2 separate regions of the Mus musculus genome follow, and region 2 is linked to region 1. A link is a contact called in public promoter capture Hi-C data. All regions are on one chromosome and are shown on one strand. Each heading gives the region's core, a stretch centred on a gene start, on an enhancer-like site or on the middle of the called end of the contact. The rest is flanking DNA. Distances are from core to core; before and after follow the strand shown.

Region 1 (7,595 bases), core at 2,680-5,179:
GGGGAATGCAGCGCTGCGCTGCGCTGTGCTTTCTCTTCCAGCCCTGCTAAGGAGCCCAACTCCAAGCCTTTCCAGGCTCCTCTCTTCTCCAATCCTGCTCTCCCTCCCTTCTTTGTGGCTGCCTGCCAGTTCAGCTCATTTGTCATTGTCTAGTGACATGAACCAAGGGATGATTCACTGGCCATGGCAGGTGGAACCTGGGAGAGGGCCTGAGGGAAGAAACGGCAGTCACCCCGGGACCCTGAAGGCCAACTCCCACTCCTTCTGTGGACCAGTTGGGGGAGGTGGAGAGGGTGGTAAGGGGCCTGCCTTTCTTATCATGCCAGCTTCTGTTTCCAGCAGAGATACTGTATAGGCTTCTTCACTTGTGATCTCTGGACCCCATCTGTGTTAGAATACAAGTGCCTCGTAAGATCTTAAGTTTTCTCCATAGACACTGGGACGCAAGACAAGCAGGCATCAAGAGAAAGGCAAGTACAGGGCAGGCAGAGGGTGGTGTGCCCAGACTCCTCCATGCCATGCTAACTGCACCTCTCCTCCACATCGCTGCGAATAAGAACCTTGATTGGCCCAGGCCCGGGTCTGTCTCTGCCAGTCAAGACTACCTGAGAACAAGAGACCCTGGAAGCCAAGAAGTCAGAGATAGCAGCAGACCTGTAGGAGCTGAGGCCCTGCTCTATGCACCTTAGCCTGGAAGACCTCCCAGTCTCAGAGCCTAGAGAGACTAAGGACACCTCTGTAGAACCTGTACCATGCCAGATCAGAGGCTCAGGAGACCCAAGTCCACCTTCCTCTTTTAGGATCTCTGTTGCCTCGTGGTTACATGGAATATAGATTGGGTCAGGCACATTTGTTCCAAGAGTGGAATCCTTTTACAAACGCAATCTTAAGTAAACCCTCAATGTAGCAAACCTAGGAAAATGCACTGGGTGTGCTTGCCAGAGCGGGGAGGTGTCCGGTGGCTGCCAGATCTCCCCTGAGGCTTGGAAACTTCCAGCTCTCACAGACTGAGGGATAGCATGACCCACTCGCCCAGGACTCCACACAGTCGGGTGTCTGAGCCCAGGGGGGTAGCCCTCTATCATCTCAGTCTCTCCTGCAATGTCCCTTTCCCTCAACTCTATTTGTCTAACACTGATCCACCAACACAGTCTGCCATCCTAACTTCTCTTGCCTCAAGTGTCCATCCTGGCTATGCCTGGCTTCCAGGCTATCATGCCCCTCCCCAACTACTGTCTGTCCACCTACAGTCTATCACCCTCTATGAAAACCTCTGCTGGGCCCTGTGCACTCGCCATAGACCTCCCAACCCCTGCAAGCCCTTGCTTTCTGCAGCACTGGCTCCCGCTAACCACACTGCCCCACCCCTTAGAATGTTCTAGATTTTCTAAACCTCTGCTGAATGTCCTCTCTTCCCAGTGACCTCTTCTGAGCACATACCTAGAATGCTCGGAGGGTTCCTCATGCCTCCTGCTCAATTTATGTCCCCCGAGAACACTAGCCAGTGGGCAGAGACTGCTTTAGGAGTTATTAACAGTCTTAAATGAATGGTGGAGCTTAGCACAGTGGGTGGAAAAAAATGTGGCTGCTACCAGTGTAGCCAGCGACCCATGTGCATCTCTTTTCCCAGACAGCCGTTTAAACAAGAAGCAGAGCTTGCATCCTAGGATTCAGAACTCAAGGGGCACTCTCCTGGCTGCTTGGGGTAGCAGTCCCCAGCTATCTGAATGTCTCTCACCCCAGAAAGAAGGGGGCTCTGGGCCAGTAGGGTGCAAGGATAGACTCAAAAAGCTTTCAGGACCAGTCCTGGTGGCAGCTGGGCCTAGGGGTGACTTGGGGTAAGAGGTCCCTGAGTATTTAGGTGTGAGGCTCAGGTGCAGGGTGTTTTAAAGACCTTAAAAAGGACCAGCCCCTGAGCAGGGACCAAGGCCATTAGAATTCATCCAATTCAATCCCAGTGAGGGAGGGGTTATAGGACTCTGGAGTTTCAGATGAGGCAGACAGATCACCCAGTTGGCAAAAGGAAGGGGCCCACCCAACAGATGTCAGTGATGCTAATCATAATAGCAGCTGAGGATGTCCCCTCCAAACAGCCTGTGAAGAGCAGTGACTACTGACTATCCTTGTTAGTAAACTGAGGCACAATGAAATCAATCACTGGTACAGAGGTAAACAAAGAAAGGCAGGAGGAAATGGGTCAGGCCAGGCCATCCTTGGGGAAAATGGGGAAGTAGATGAGATCAGAACCTGATTCCTCACCCTCCTTTTCTAGCCGGCTTTACCTTCCCACCCAGGGTATAGCAGTTACTTGCTCCCAGGAGACCCCTTCCGCATCGGAATTCCCAGTTTCCCAGCAGATGACATTTGTCTCCACAGAGATCACTTCCAAGGGAAACATCAACACAGAATTTCCGGGCTGTGGTTGTAGCTGGGATTGGGGGTAGGAGGAAGGAGGCAGCCAAGCCCCCCCCCACCCCCCCACCCCCCGCCCCAGGACAATCCCAGTCCCTCCTATCCGAATGGGGGCCAGTTACACCCTACTGTTCCCAAACCCTGGAGAGTACAAGATGTGTACAGATAGCGTTCCTGTTCTAAAGAGTGGAAGCTCAAAGAGATGAGGTCACAGAATTAAAACAGGCAGCCACGGGAATTCATCCGGGATCAGGCCCGGGACTTTTAAACGGAAATACAAAAAGTATGGTACCCCAGATTCGTCCATCATCCATGGCACCTCAGAAAGTGCTAGAAGACTTTCGCAGAAATCGCTTTCTACTCGGTGCAGCTTCAAACCCCACCCTTCCCGATCTTCTCTTAGGACTGGGCTGGGCGGGATGACAGGACATTCCCAACCTTGTGTAGCTCTGGGCAGTGTTCCAGGTCTTGAGGTGGGGGGTAGGGAAGAGCACAAAAGTAGGAATCCCTTCCGAATGGTTGTTCCCAAGCCATTTAATTTCACACACTTCAGACTGCATCTGCGTCTGGGTATCCCGCCAATCATTTGCACCCGAGCACTCTAGACCCTCCTCACACACCAGGCTCTTCAAAGGCCAGTCCAAAGGTCCCCAGCCGATCCAGTGGGGTGGCAGATGGGATCTGGTGGCGCCTCAATCCTCCAGGCAGAGAGTTAGCTGCTGGATGGGCCTGCCTAAAGTTGTAGGTGCTTCTTATCTACCACCCTACTCCCCACCCCCGCCCCCACCCCCACTCTCGGTCCCAGAACCTGAGGGCGCAAGCTGGGGTTTAGGCAGAGCAGCGGTGCTTCGTGGTGCATGGGGCTGGCTGGGCCAGGGCAGCGAGTGCTTGCATCCAAAGTTCAGCCTAGGCTAGAGCCATGGCTACACGGACATCTCGGGCTCGAACACACCAAACCCTCCCAGCCGCACATTGTGCACTGCTTCCCCCCCCCCCCCCCCCCCCCCCCGCTAACAAAGTCTGGATTTGAAAGTTTGGCCAAGTTCGGCAGTCACCAAGGCCGCCCCCTTTCCTTGCAGAACCTAGTTTCACCCTTAGTCCCTGCTGGGGGATCCGCACGCTCGTGGGGGGTGTTCATTTCAGCATGACATCCACGACGTCCCGTAGCCCTATCCGGAGCACCCAGGGCTCTCGGGGATCAAGCTGAGCAAAAGAGGCAGGACGCGGGCCACCTGGGGAGCGGCGGGCACGGGTTGCCACTTACCCGGCAGGGTGGGCGCTCGAGGGCGCTTCGGCGCGTCGCATCGTGGGGCAGGCGATTGGGGACGCAGCGACCTCCGCGTGGCGCTGGCGCTGTCCCTCGCCGAGGGCCGGGCTGGGCGCCGCCGCCAGCCGCGCGCCCAGTGGGGAAGCGCGGGGCCGCTGCCTTCCACTTCCTGGATCGCAGCGCGCGGGGCTCGCAGGAAGAGGCCGGCCTTGGTGGTCAAGGGTTTTTTGTCAGAAGCCATTCGGCCGTGGCTGCTCGTAGCAGGGAGCCCCCTGGGGCGCGCGGAAGCCGGGCCGCGCCCCTAGGGCCGGGCCTGGCGGCGGGCGGTGCCGGGGTCGAGGACAGCACGGACTGTGGCCGCCCGGAGCCTGCGAGCGAAACTCACAGGAAAGTCTCCAAGTTGGCACCGGATAGCAAGGCACTCAGGGCTGGCAGGTGACGAGGCCCACGGCCCAAATGGGACCTCCTTCATCCCGGGGGAGCCACGACCCATACCCACTCCCGCCCCCAAGGCGGGGCACCTCCTCCACGTCCCTGACAGGTGGCCATCCTGTCTCTCCTTGATACCTTCTCTGTTGATAAGATCACTGTTTAACAAAGCAGATATCGTCCATGAAGCCTGACATCTAAGGCACCTGTGCTGAGTACAGCACCCAGTGAGAGACTAAAGGAGAAAACTTGCTAGCTTACACAACAACCGCGAGTCGTAATGCCTCCTTTTTTAAGCGCCCAGACACTCAAAAATGTCTCCTGAGCTAGCTAAGCCTGTGAGACCAGGTAATAGCGGACCTCAAGATATCACCTTGTTTAATTCATTCCCAGCCTGGGCATTATTTAGACTGCTGGGGACAGATTAAATGTTTTGTGCTTGGGACTGTCTTGTGCATTGTGCATTGTAGGAGTAACCCAACTTCCATCCACATCCTTGGCCTCTACCCACGATTACACAGGAGTGCTAGAGTGTCCACACACCCTCACAACCACTTCTCTTTTGGCATTTCCTCCAAATCAGCCTGTGGAAGTGAGAGGAAAGGCTTAGTTAACAGTCTCCTGCTGGGAGTGGTAAATGGGCCAGCTGATTTGGGAAGCAGCCTTGGCAGTTCCTCAGAAGGGGAAACTACGTACCCAAAGGGGCTTATTTCAGCTTTCAATTCCAGGTTACAGTTCATTATGGGGAAGTCAAGGCAGGGGGAGGGGGGGGATGTCAAAAAGCTGGTCACATGACATCCAGAGCAAAGAGAAATGAATGTAACCATGTTTACCTGGCTTGTGATCAGCTCACTTTCTCCACTCTTACATAGTTCAGGGCACCCTGTATAGGGAATGGTGCTGCCCACAGTGGGTTGAGTCTTCCCGCACCAATAACTTAAGTAAGACAGTCCCTCACCAGCATACTCATAGGCCTAACTAAATGCAGACAATCCCTTACTGAGAATTTCTTCTCAGTGATTCTAGGTTGTGTCAAGTTGACAAATTAAAGCTATCTATCATAGTGTGTCCATGCAAAACCTTATATATGACTGTTCATATCAGCCTTTATTTGTGTTATCCAGAGCTGGAGCTAGAGTTCAGAGGTAGAATGGTTGCCTGGCATGTGTCTGAGAGGCCCTATGTTGAAGGAAGAAAGAAAGAAAGAAAAGAAATACAAACAATTTACAGTAGCCAGTATGTGGGAGCAACCAAGCATTCATCAATCGATGAATATGTAAATAAGATCAGGGATCATCAGTCAGGGACTGTTATTGAGCCACAGAAAGAATGGGGCCCCAACAATGGTGCTTCTGCACAGATGAGTCTTGAAAGCATGCTAAGTGACAGAAGCCAGTCGTTAAACACATTCCTTTTGCATGAAGTGTTCAGAGTAGGCAATTTCACGGAGACAAACAGTAAACTAGTGTTCGCTAGAGGTGGGGTGGGGTGGGGTGGGGTCGGGGAGTGGGGAGCAACTGGCAATGGCTATGGAGTTTCTTTGGGGGTGATGAAAATGTTTTTAAATTGACTGTGGTATTCATTGCACAACTTTGTGGCTGTGTCTGAAAACCATCAAATTATACACTTTAAGCTGTTGAATTGCATCCCAATCAAACTAGCTTTTCTTTTTGGAAGGCACAAAAAAGTGTGGTCTCCAGGGAGCAACCTTAGCCACTCTGACCTACACAACTTCCCCACCGAGCACTCAGATTGCTGCCAGCCATCCCCTCAGGGCACTACCAGGCCCTATAGGCATTTCTTCTCCGAGGTTAGCTCTTCCCTGAGCCACAGTCACCTCTCTATCATCTCTGTCAACAATCCTGTAGTTTTCTGCTTGAAAGCTGGGCACAGAAGGCAGTCACGTGTTCAAATCCAGTCCCAGGACTCTTTAGGCAACAGCCAGTACAGCTTTCTCAGAGATTCCATTGCTCATCTGTAATAGATGAGCACAGATGAGAGAAGGAAGAGAGCATCCCTTCAGGGAGAAATCTTTGGCTGTGGTTCCTCCAATAAGCCCACAAGCTCCTCCTAGGTGTCCTTGGATCTAGGTCAGTGGACCATCCTACTACTTGCCAGTTCTTCAGGCTGATATGAGTAACCCTACACTTTCAGACCCCATAGGCTCCTCTCCAGGGCGCAGCTCTGACACTAGACAACCCCCTAATACCCTGAGTTCCACAGAACAGTCGCAGGCCTTTCTCCTATTCCAACAGAGGCCTCCTGAAGGCTGACCATTCACTTGCTTTGTAAAGGCACAATTCCTTAGGTGTGCACCATGGAGATACTCTTGATGATAACTGATTGGGGGTGGGGCTGCCAAGATTCCAGAAGGCTGAGTGGACACTGTTCGTGATGATGTGCAGTCTGCTTGTCTAGACCCTCTTCCTTTTCCACTCCCAACCACCCCTCCCCTGCCAGGGACTCCGGTGGAGTCAGCTTGACAGATGAAAGTCTAAAAGCTTTCTCATGAGGAAAAAGTTTCAAGGAAACTTACTCCCGGATCTTTGGCTATTTCCCTAACCCATAAAATTAATTTTCCAAATCCACTTTAGTCTAGTGTATGGATCCACGTGCACTCTATATAGTATTACCTTATAGTAAATGCCTTTTAAGATTTGTATTCTAACATAGCTAAAGCCTTTTCCCAGTGTTCTTAGACTCCAGATAGCAGCAAGGAGCTTTACCCATTCAGTAAACAATTAAGCACTTGCCATTTTACTCAGCAGTTTACAAATAGAGACTAAAAGTCTCACTGAGATAGAAATCTTTTACTACAGGCTTCATTCCATGTCAAGTATAAGTTGATATACTACCCTGATAAGGGGAAACTCTCCAGACAAGATAAGTTTTATTAGACCTAAGAATTTAGAGCTCTGTGATAGTGCATTACTCTTAAGGCCTGTCAAGAGTTAACAACCCCCTGATGCTTTTAACCTTAAAGTGTGAAATTCTTGCCTGGCATTAGGCTGATCCTAGGCAGGGCTTGTTATCCCTAATGTAAACATTTAATTAGTCCCTGTAAATTCCTTTCTGCTGTAACTGGTGAATTTCAGTGTATCTTGTCTTTTTGTGATTTGTATCCTCTGATAATTCGTTGTAATATAAGTCTGAAGCTCAACCAGAACATTGCATTCAGATCCAACACCACTCGTGTGTCTGGCTGTTTGTCCCATCCTAATCTCTGCCCATCTACTCTAGAGACTCTTTTCTACGCAGGCACAAGGGACCAGGAGGGCCTGTGGCACTCTCCCACTCTCTCTAATCTTGCATCTCAGCACCCTTGAGGGCCCTGTTAGGACTTGCCATGGTTTGCATTGATGACCAACGAGGACATCCTCTGCTACATATGCAGCTGGAACAATGGGTCCCTCCATGTGTACTCTTTGGTTGGTGGTTTAGTTCCTGGGAGCTCTGGAGGTACTGCTTGGTTCATATTGTTGTTCTT
Region 2 (7,595 bases), core at 1,540-4,039, 620 kb before region 1:
CTTTGTTTACCAACTTAACTAATCTCCACACATTCCCTTCAAATGAGTAGTTCTAAGTCCCTATTACATAGGTAAGGAAATCGAGGCTTAGAGTTGAACAGTGCTGTTCAGTCACACCATAACTACACAGTAAACTGAAAATTCACAGGAAGGCTAGTGAGAGGCTCAGTGACCAACGGCACTGTTACCAAGCCTGGCAACCCATGTGTGACCCCCCAGGACTCACGTGGTGGATGAAGAAAACTGACCCCTAGAAGTTGTTCTCTGACTGCTACATCATGACACACAAATACATCACTTGTAAAATAAAAAAATACAAGGTATTTTTAGTTGGAATATGAAACGTCCCCCCTCGATAACCTCATGTTGATGGGCTTCCGTGAAGGGACTGAAGGCACCAATCTGTCAGTGGTTTAATCCCTTGATGGATTCGTAGTAAAGGAAATCACTGGGAGATGAAGTTGGGGCCTCGTTGGAGGAGGTACTGGCTGAGCGCCTTGAGGTTATGTTCTCCCAACTTTCAGCGGCACCCTTCTGTTTCCTGGCCACCATGACTGTGGAATGCTCTGCTCTGCCTTGCCACACTATCCCCAAAGCACGATGGATACCACTGGGCCAAAGTAAGTCTTTCCCTTTTTACCATGCTTCTGTCGGGATTTGGTTACAGCAATAATAAAAATGATGAATACGGCTGTGTATACATCTAATGTGCCAAACTTGAAAGATAATTAAGAATAACAAAATTAGAAATTAAGAGAGTGACTACATGAAGGTAGTAAACAAGCCTTGAAAAGATGAATCATTACAGAACTGAAATTCAGGGCTGGAGCACACAGAGAGGCCATGGGCTTCATTCCCAGAACACACGCACACACACACACACACACACACACACACACAATCTTCTCACAGCAAAAATGGGACCAGCAAAACATGAAAAACATAGCTAAATGTATAATACCCTTATCTTGGTTTGAAGAGATACTGTGACCATGGCGATTCTTATACAGGAAACATTTAACTGGGGCTGGCTTACAGTTCAGAGGTTCAGTCCATTGTCATCATGGCAGGAAGCATGGCAGGCGTGGTACTGGACAGGTAGCTGAGAGTTCTGCCTCTATTAGGCAGACAGCAAAGAAAGAGTGACAGAGCACTGGAAACCTCAAGGCCCACCCCCCAGTGACACACTTCCTCCAACAAGGTCACACCTCCTAATAGTACCGTTCCCTCTGAGGCTGTGGGGGCTCATTTCATTCAAACCGCCATGGCCTCAAAGCCTGTTTAATCTTTCACAGTTGAGGTTATTAGATTCACGTACTCAACATCCACAAAACTTTTGATGCAACCTTTCATAACAATCCTCATTGATTTTTTTCTCACTGTAATTTTTATAAATTTTCTCACTGTAATTTTAATAAATTTTTGTCAGCTTTAATAATATTCAGAAGACAATTGCCGGGGTTGTGGCTCAGTGGTAGAGTGTCTCCCACGCACGAGCACTTGGGTTGGCTACCTAGCATTTCAAGCCAAAACAAAATAAGTAAAAAAGAAAGCAATACTAAGCACAAACAAGTGTTTCCATTTTATTTAACACTTAAGCAGATTATGTTCGTCGTCCATATGATGCACAGTCCAAAAACAAACCGAAGTGTAGAACATCACAGACAGTTATAGGACTAACTCGTCAGAGGAGGTTCAAACAGGCACTTTTTCCCATTTAAAGGAGCCATGCCGTGCTGCTCCTGGACATCCTGTATCTACTCTCCTTTGAAATACTTCAGACTGCTTAGCACATATGCAGCTGGGATGTAAAAGGTCGTAAAAAACACGACAATCCCAACAGCTGATTCCTGGAAAAGAAGAAAAGGAATATTAATGAGTATGGCCCACTGCCTAGTAAAACGGCTTATGGGCAGAGGCGTGGAGGTTGGCAGCAGAACACCGACTTTGTGGGCTTTTATGCACAAAACTCTGGGTGTTTCCCCTTCCTTATACACCCAGCTAAAGATCTTTCTCAGAGGTCGGAGAAATGGCTCATCTGCTAAAACTTTATACCACTCTTGCAGAGAACCTAAATTTGGTTGCCAGAATCCACATCAGGCAGGACATAGTCAACTCTAGCTCCAGATCCAACACCTCTGGCCTCTTCAGATACCTGCACTTTAGTGCACACATCCACAAAAGTATGCTGTGAAATTTGTCATATGACCAAAAAAAAAAAAAAAAGTCTTGGGTCCTGCAACGTGTTCCATTTGTATTCAACTGAATTTTCAAAAACTCATTTTTTTTCAATAGTTGCCGGTTTCTGACCTCTGGATTCTGGAAGCTCAACTATGTCTAGCGTCTCTCCACCAGTTTTTAGAGAAAATGCTATGTCTTGGCCACCAGGCAGGTAGATTACCCTGGAGTGAACCGAGGACCCTGTGCCTCCATAATGGAGAGCCAGGTCCTACTTGGGACTCTCATCCTCGCCCTGAACCGCCATCCAAAGTGACCCCACAACTGAAGCTGCCAACACACACAACCACACACACAACCACACACACACACCACACACTCCCCCCTCCACACCCATTTGGACCGTTAAGTGGGTTCTACCTCACCGTGGGCGACAGGATTTTTTTTTGTGGGCTTTCTGAGTGGCTGAGGCGGCCTGGGTGGCCAGGCTTCGAGAACAGGACTGCACGGTGGCGGAGGAGCGAAGAGCAGAGTAGCAGCAGGCGAGACATCGCAGGTCAGAAAAGGGCCACTGAGACAGAGCAAACCGGAGACCACCAGTGTCGGAGTCAAAGGCCGTTGGTAAAGTGTGCGCGAGGAAAGGGCGGGCAGCTGGTTTGAGCATGCGCACCATCCACTCAAGCCCTTTGCATGGAATTTGAGCTCTTACCCGACCCTGCTTCTCCGCTGTATGTGTTTTGGCCCTGCCACTCTCTACCTTCTTCCCACCTATGTCCTCACAAGTCCAGCTTCCTGCCCTCTCCCAAACTCTTTGCCAAACCTATTCAGTCCCAAAGCCACACTCAGGATTTTCTGATTTTCTTCTCCTAACACAAGGTGAGGGACCATTGGCTGCCAACATCTATAGCTATTGCTCAGTATTCCGTTGCTTTTAGTCAATAGCAGATATCATACCATTTTTACACTGCTCTAGAATATAAATTAAAATTTCCATAGATCGTGTTCCTGGTATTTTTTTTTTAACTTCCTTTTCTATTAGTTTTTGTGATCCTGACGCTTTAACTCCGGGCTCCATGCATACTACATCAGTAAATGAACTAAAACCATTATAGCTCATCCTTTCACAAACCAGAGCAAAGTAAATGTGCGTCTATTTTAGCCTTGCTTTACTTGCTGATAACTCTTCTTCCCTACCTGTAAACTAATTCTTAACAATGAAAACAAACGAACAGAGAAAAGCCATGCATGGTGGACCACATCTGTAATTCCAGCATTAGTTTGGAAGCAGGGGGTTGGGAGGTCAAGGCCCTGCATGCTAGGCTAAGGTTAGAGCAGGAGGCCAGCCTGAGCTGTGTGAGAAAGAAAGGAGGGGGTGAGAAGGGATGAGGGAGGGAAGGCAACAAAGGAACTAAAAGAGAAAAGAGAGACAAGACTAAGATCAGGTTTTTAACCTGAGGAGTGATAGTGCACGCCTTCAATCCCAAGGCAGAGGCAGGTAGATCAATGAGTTAGAGGCTAGCCTGATCTACAGAGCAAGTTCCAGGACACAGAGAAACCCTGTCTCAAAAAAAAAACATTAAAAAGAAAGAAAGAAAGAAAGAAAGAAAGAAAGAAAGAAAGAAAGAAAGAAGGAAGGAAGGAAGGAAGGGAGGGAGAGAGAGAGAGAGAGAGAGAGAGAGAGAGAGAGAAAGAAAGAAAGAAAGAAATTTTATAGGATGATGATGATGTTAAAAAGATTCACGGTACAGAGAATCTGGGCCCAGAAGAGAAGATGAGAAATCACCAACAACTAAATTTGTATTCATCAATAGAAAAATAGAATAGATTATTATAAGTTTTGAAATTTAATATCATAAATATTTCTTTTGCAAGCCTATTGTATAAATAACCTTTGAGATAATAAGTGCCTTGTTTGGGGAGTAGAAAGTGTATTGTGCTGCTCTATACATTTTTTTTAGGAGTGGGTTGAAACTGTAAGGCACATGGATATACTAAAATCATATCAGGGGCTAGAGAGATGGCTCAGCAGTTAAGAGCACTCACTGCTCTTCCAGAGGTCCAGAGTTCAAATCCCAACAACCACATGGTGGCTCACAACCACCTGTACACAGATCTGATGCCCTCTTCTGGTATGTCTGAAGACAGTAACAGTGTACTCACATACATTAAATAAATAAATAAATAATAAGTAAATAATAAATAAATAAATAAATAAATAAATAAATAAATAAATAAATATCAGGAAAACCAGGCCAAATGACGTACTGGACTCAGCAGGGCAATGACGGGCTGTTAGTCCCTCATCTAGACCTCATAAAGAGGTCAACAACTTGTACTGAGAGAGTGATAGCTCTCCCAACCTGTCATGTGACCACCAGTATGTGGCAAGGAAGGGACAAGAAGAGACATCAACTGGACTTGGTTTCCACTGTTGATAAGGCCTACTTAAATTGCCCTCTATCATTCCTCCAAGGTTCCCTTCAGCCATTCGTTTATCTGGATCTGATTCTGCCCTTTCATCTCTGTAGCTGAACCCAACTCTATAGCTCACGTTGACCCTTCAGCCACAACAGCTTCTCCAGGTTGGTTTGGTTAGGTACACCTTCCAACCCCTTCCCATGTGCATGTTCATGTGAGCACTCGTGCACACACATACACACACACACACACACATGTAAGTGTGGGGGAATTCTTGCATTTCTGTCAGTGAAAACTCTTGAACTATTAACCCTTTGTAGTCGTTCTGTAATGTAGATACATACATACATACATACATACATTCATACATACATACATACATACATACATTCATACATACATAGATACACAGGTGATGACTTGATGACTTACTGTATGGTATGTAACGTGTGATATGAGAGTTAATATTAATAATTGAGGTTGGGATAAAAGAATGTGTATTTACCTGGGCCTAGGCTATCAAGGAAAACAGGGGGCATCTGGCAAATTGCTCCCAATGAGGCCACCATATTGTGTGTGGTGGTTTAAATGTTTGGCCATAGAGAATGACACTATTAGGAGATGTGGCCTTATTGGAGGAAGTGTGGCCTTGTTGGAGAAAGTATGTCATTGTGGGGGTCGACTTTGAGGTGCTATGCTCAAGCTCCACCCAGTGTGGAAAGACCCTTCTCCTAGCTGCCTGCAGAAGAGAATCTTCTTCTATCTGCCTTTGGATCAAGATGTAGAACTCTTGGCTCCTCCAGCACTGTGTCTGCCTGCAGACTGACAAGCTTACAGCTGTGATGATAATGGACTGAACCTCTGAAACTGTAAGCCAGCCCCGATTAAATGTTGCCCTTTATAAGACTTGCCTTGGTCATGGTGTCTGTTCACAGCAATGAAACCCTAACTAAGACACTATGTGAATTTATTTGTTAAACAATAAATTCTGACATCGTAGAAAAACACAAGCAAGTTCATCTATGTTTCTGATATAGTGGGCTTATAAGAATTCTCAATTTAAAATCATTATACCTTGGGAGTTTCTGATTTTAAAACATTTCTTCTTTTTTATGAATCTGTGTGTGTGTGTGTGTGTGTGTGTGTGTGTGTGTGTGTGTGTTTACTAGCAGAAGCCAGTAGAGGGCACTGGGCCCACTGAGCTGGATTTATAGGAGGTTGTGACTCCCCATCCCATTCCCCAAATGGATGCTAGGAACCAAACTGGTCTTCTGAAAGAGCAATGTGTGCTTGTAACCATTAGGCCATGTCTTCACTCCATGATTTTTTAAAGTCATTATTCTTTGGTTTTCCTAACAACTAATAAGCCAATTTAATGTATTTAGTCAGTGTTTTATTGCTGTGATAGACACCATGACCATAGCAACTCTTATAATGGAAAACATTTAATTGAAGCTTGTTTACAATTCAAAGGTTTAGTCCCTTATCATCACAGATGGAAGCACGGCAGGATGCAGGCTGATATGGTACTGGAGAAGTAGCTGAGATTTCTACATCCAGATCAAAACCAGCAGGACAGGAGTGAGACACGGGGCCTGGCTTGAGCATCTAAAACCTCAAAGCTCACTGCTGGTGACATGCCTACTCCAGCAAGGCCACACCTTCTAATAGTGCAGCTCCCTGTGAGCCAATAGGGGGCATTTTCATTCAGACCACCATATAATGTATTGTCATTATTTGATGTAACTCCTATTTTCTCCTTTTTAGAGTTTGCTTTTCTTTAGACTTGTGAGATTTCTCCAGAAATTGGATACATATATGTTTTTTTCATTCATATAAATTAGCAATAGATCAGGCATTTTAAGCTGAATCTTACTTTAACTCCAAGAGATGGTTGTCTGCTTTTCTGCTCTTAATCTAAGATTCCTATTAAATAGATTCTTGGCTCTTTTTGGTGAGTCATCTGTGGTTTTTAATTATTCTCTCACTGTTCATTTTTCTTCCCTTTTTCGGCACTTTGCAGAATTTCCATGGCTGTTTCCTCTAGTCCTTCCTGTTGAATTTTTCATCTTAAGATTATACATACCTTAGTAGCAGAGTGCTTGCCTGGGTTTACATCTTTAAAGTTCTTTTCTTTTGCGTTTTTTTTTAAGAGTTATCTGTTAGAATTTTACAGATGCACCATTGCCTCCAATTTCCCTCTGGATATTAATTTAAAGTTTAAATATTCTCCTCTGTTCAATTTTGTGATTATGTCTCCCCTAGGGTGAACTCGGTTCCTTTTGGCTCTGCGGGCTTTCTCCAGCTATTTATGGTTCTTGGCTGTCCATTCATGGCTATGAATAAGGTGAACTACTCAGGTTATTTTCTATTGGTGTGTTATACCAATAGATCATAGACGGGGTGGCTAATAAATAGAGCCAATTCTGTTCTCCCAGCTCTAGAAAGCAGCGTTAACTGGCCTATGTGGATCTCATGTAGGATATATACCAAACAAGAACTTTTATTTTTCTTTTGACACATAGTCTCCATCTATAGTGTTCACACCTACCTTATTGCCTGAGCTAGCAGAAGCTGGGGTTAAAGGAATGTGCCACCATCTCTAACAAGACTGGCTAGTCTTAAAGTAGAGAATACTCAGAATAAAAACTGAGTATTTATATTTCCACGATCATGAAAATCAGCACAAGCAACTACCCTATAGGCAGAATAGTCATAACAAAGATGCAGGCTCTTTGTACGGGGAAAATCTGAATTGTTATACGTCTACACGCTCCTAGTAAAGAGACTCAGGCACTCCCACTTCTCACAAGTGCCTAGACTTATTATACCCAGCCCCAGCAGATATCTTATTATGCTGACATAGTTCAGTGTGGGTGCAACGACCCTTAAGGACCGTGCTCCTTCAGACTCCTCAACAGCTTGGTGGTGGCTGGTCTTAAGCTTCTGCCTCTGTGTAGATCCTTGTTTTTCTGTCCACTTATATCAAGAAGTGTACC

Evidence for each region. Promoter capture Hi-C pulls out the DNA fragments that hold promoters and counts their contacts.
Region 2: a promoter capture Hi-C map of stem cell-derived epiblast-like cells shows a contact between it and region 1, with 2.5 times the contacts expected there. The contact joins the promoter of Cox8c here to the promoter of Rin3 in region 1. A contact is called at or near these places in 2 of 39 promoter capture datasets (pre-B cells and stem cell-derived epiblast-like cells).

What each region holds. Positions count from the first base shown.
Region 1 is chr12:102,279,408-102,287,002 of GRCm38.p6, reverse strand. It overlaps Rin3 (Ras and Rab interactor 3), which reads right to left and starts at 3,929. Exons shown (of 10, transcript NM_177620.4): 1 at 3,677-3,929. The coding sequence starts at 3,717.
Region 2 is chr12:102,894,500-102,902,094 of GRCm38.p6, reverse strand. It overlaps Cox8c (cytochrome c oxidase subunit 8C), which reads right to left and starts at 2,789. Exons shown (of 2, transcript NM_001039049.1): 1 at 2,604-2,789; 2 at 1,561-1,850. The coding sequence starts at 2,729. The coding sequence ends at 1,758.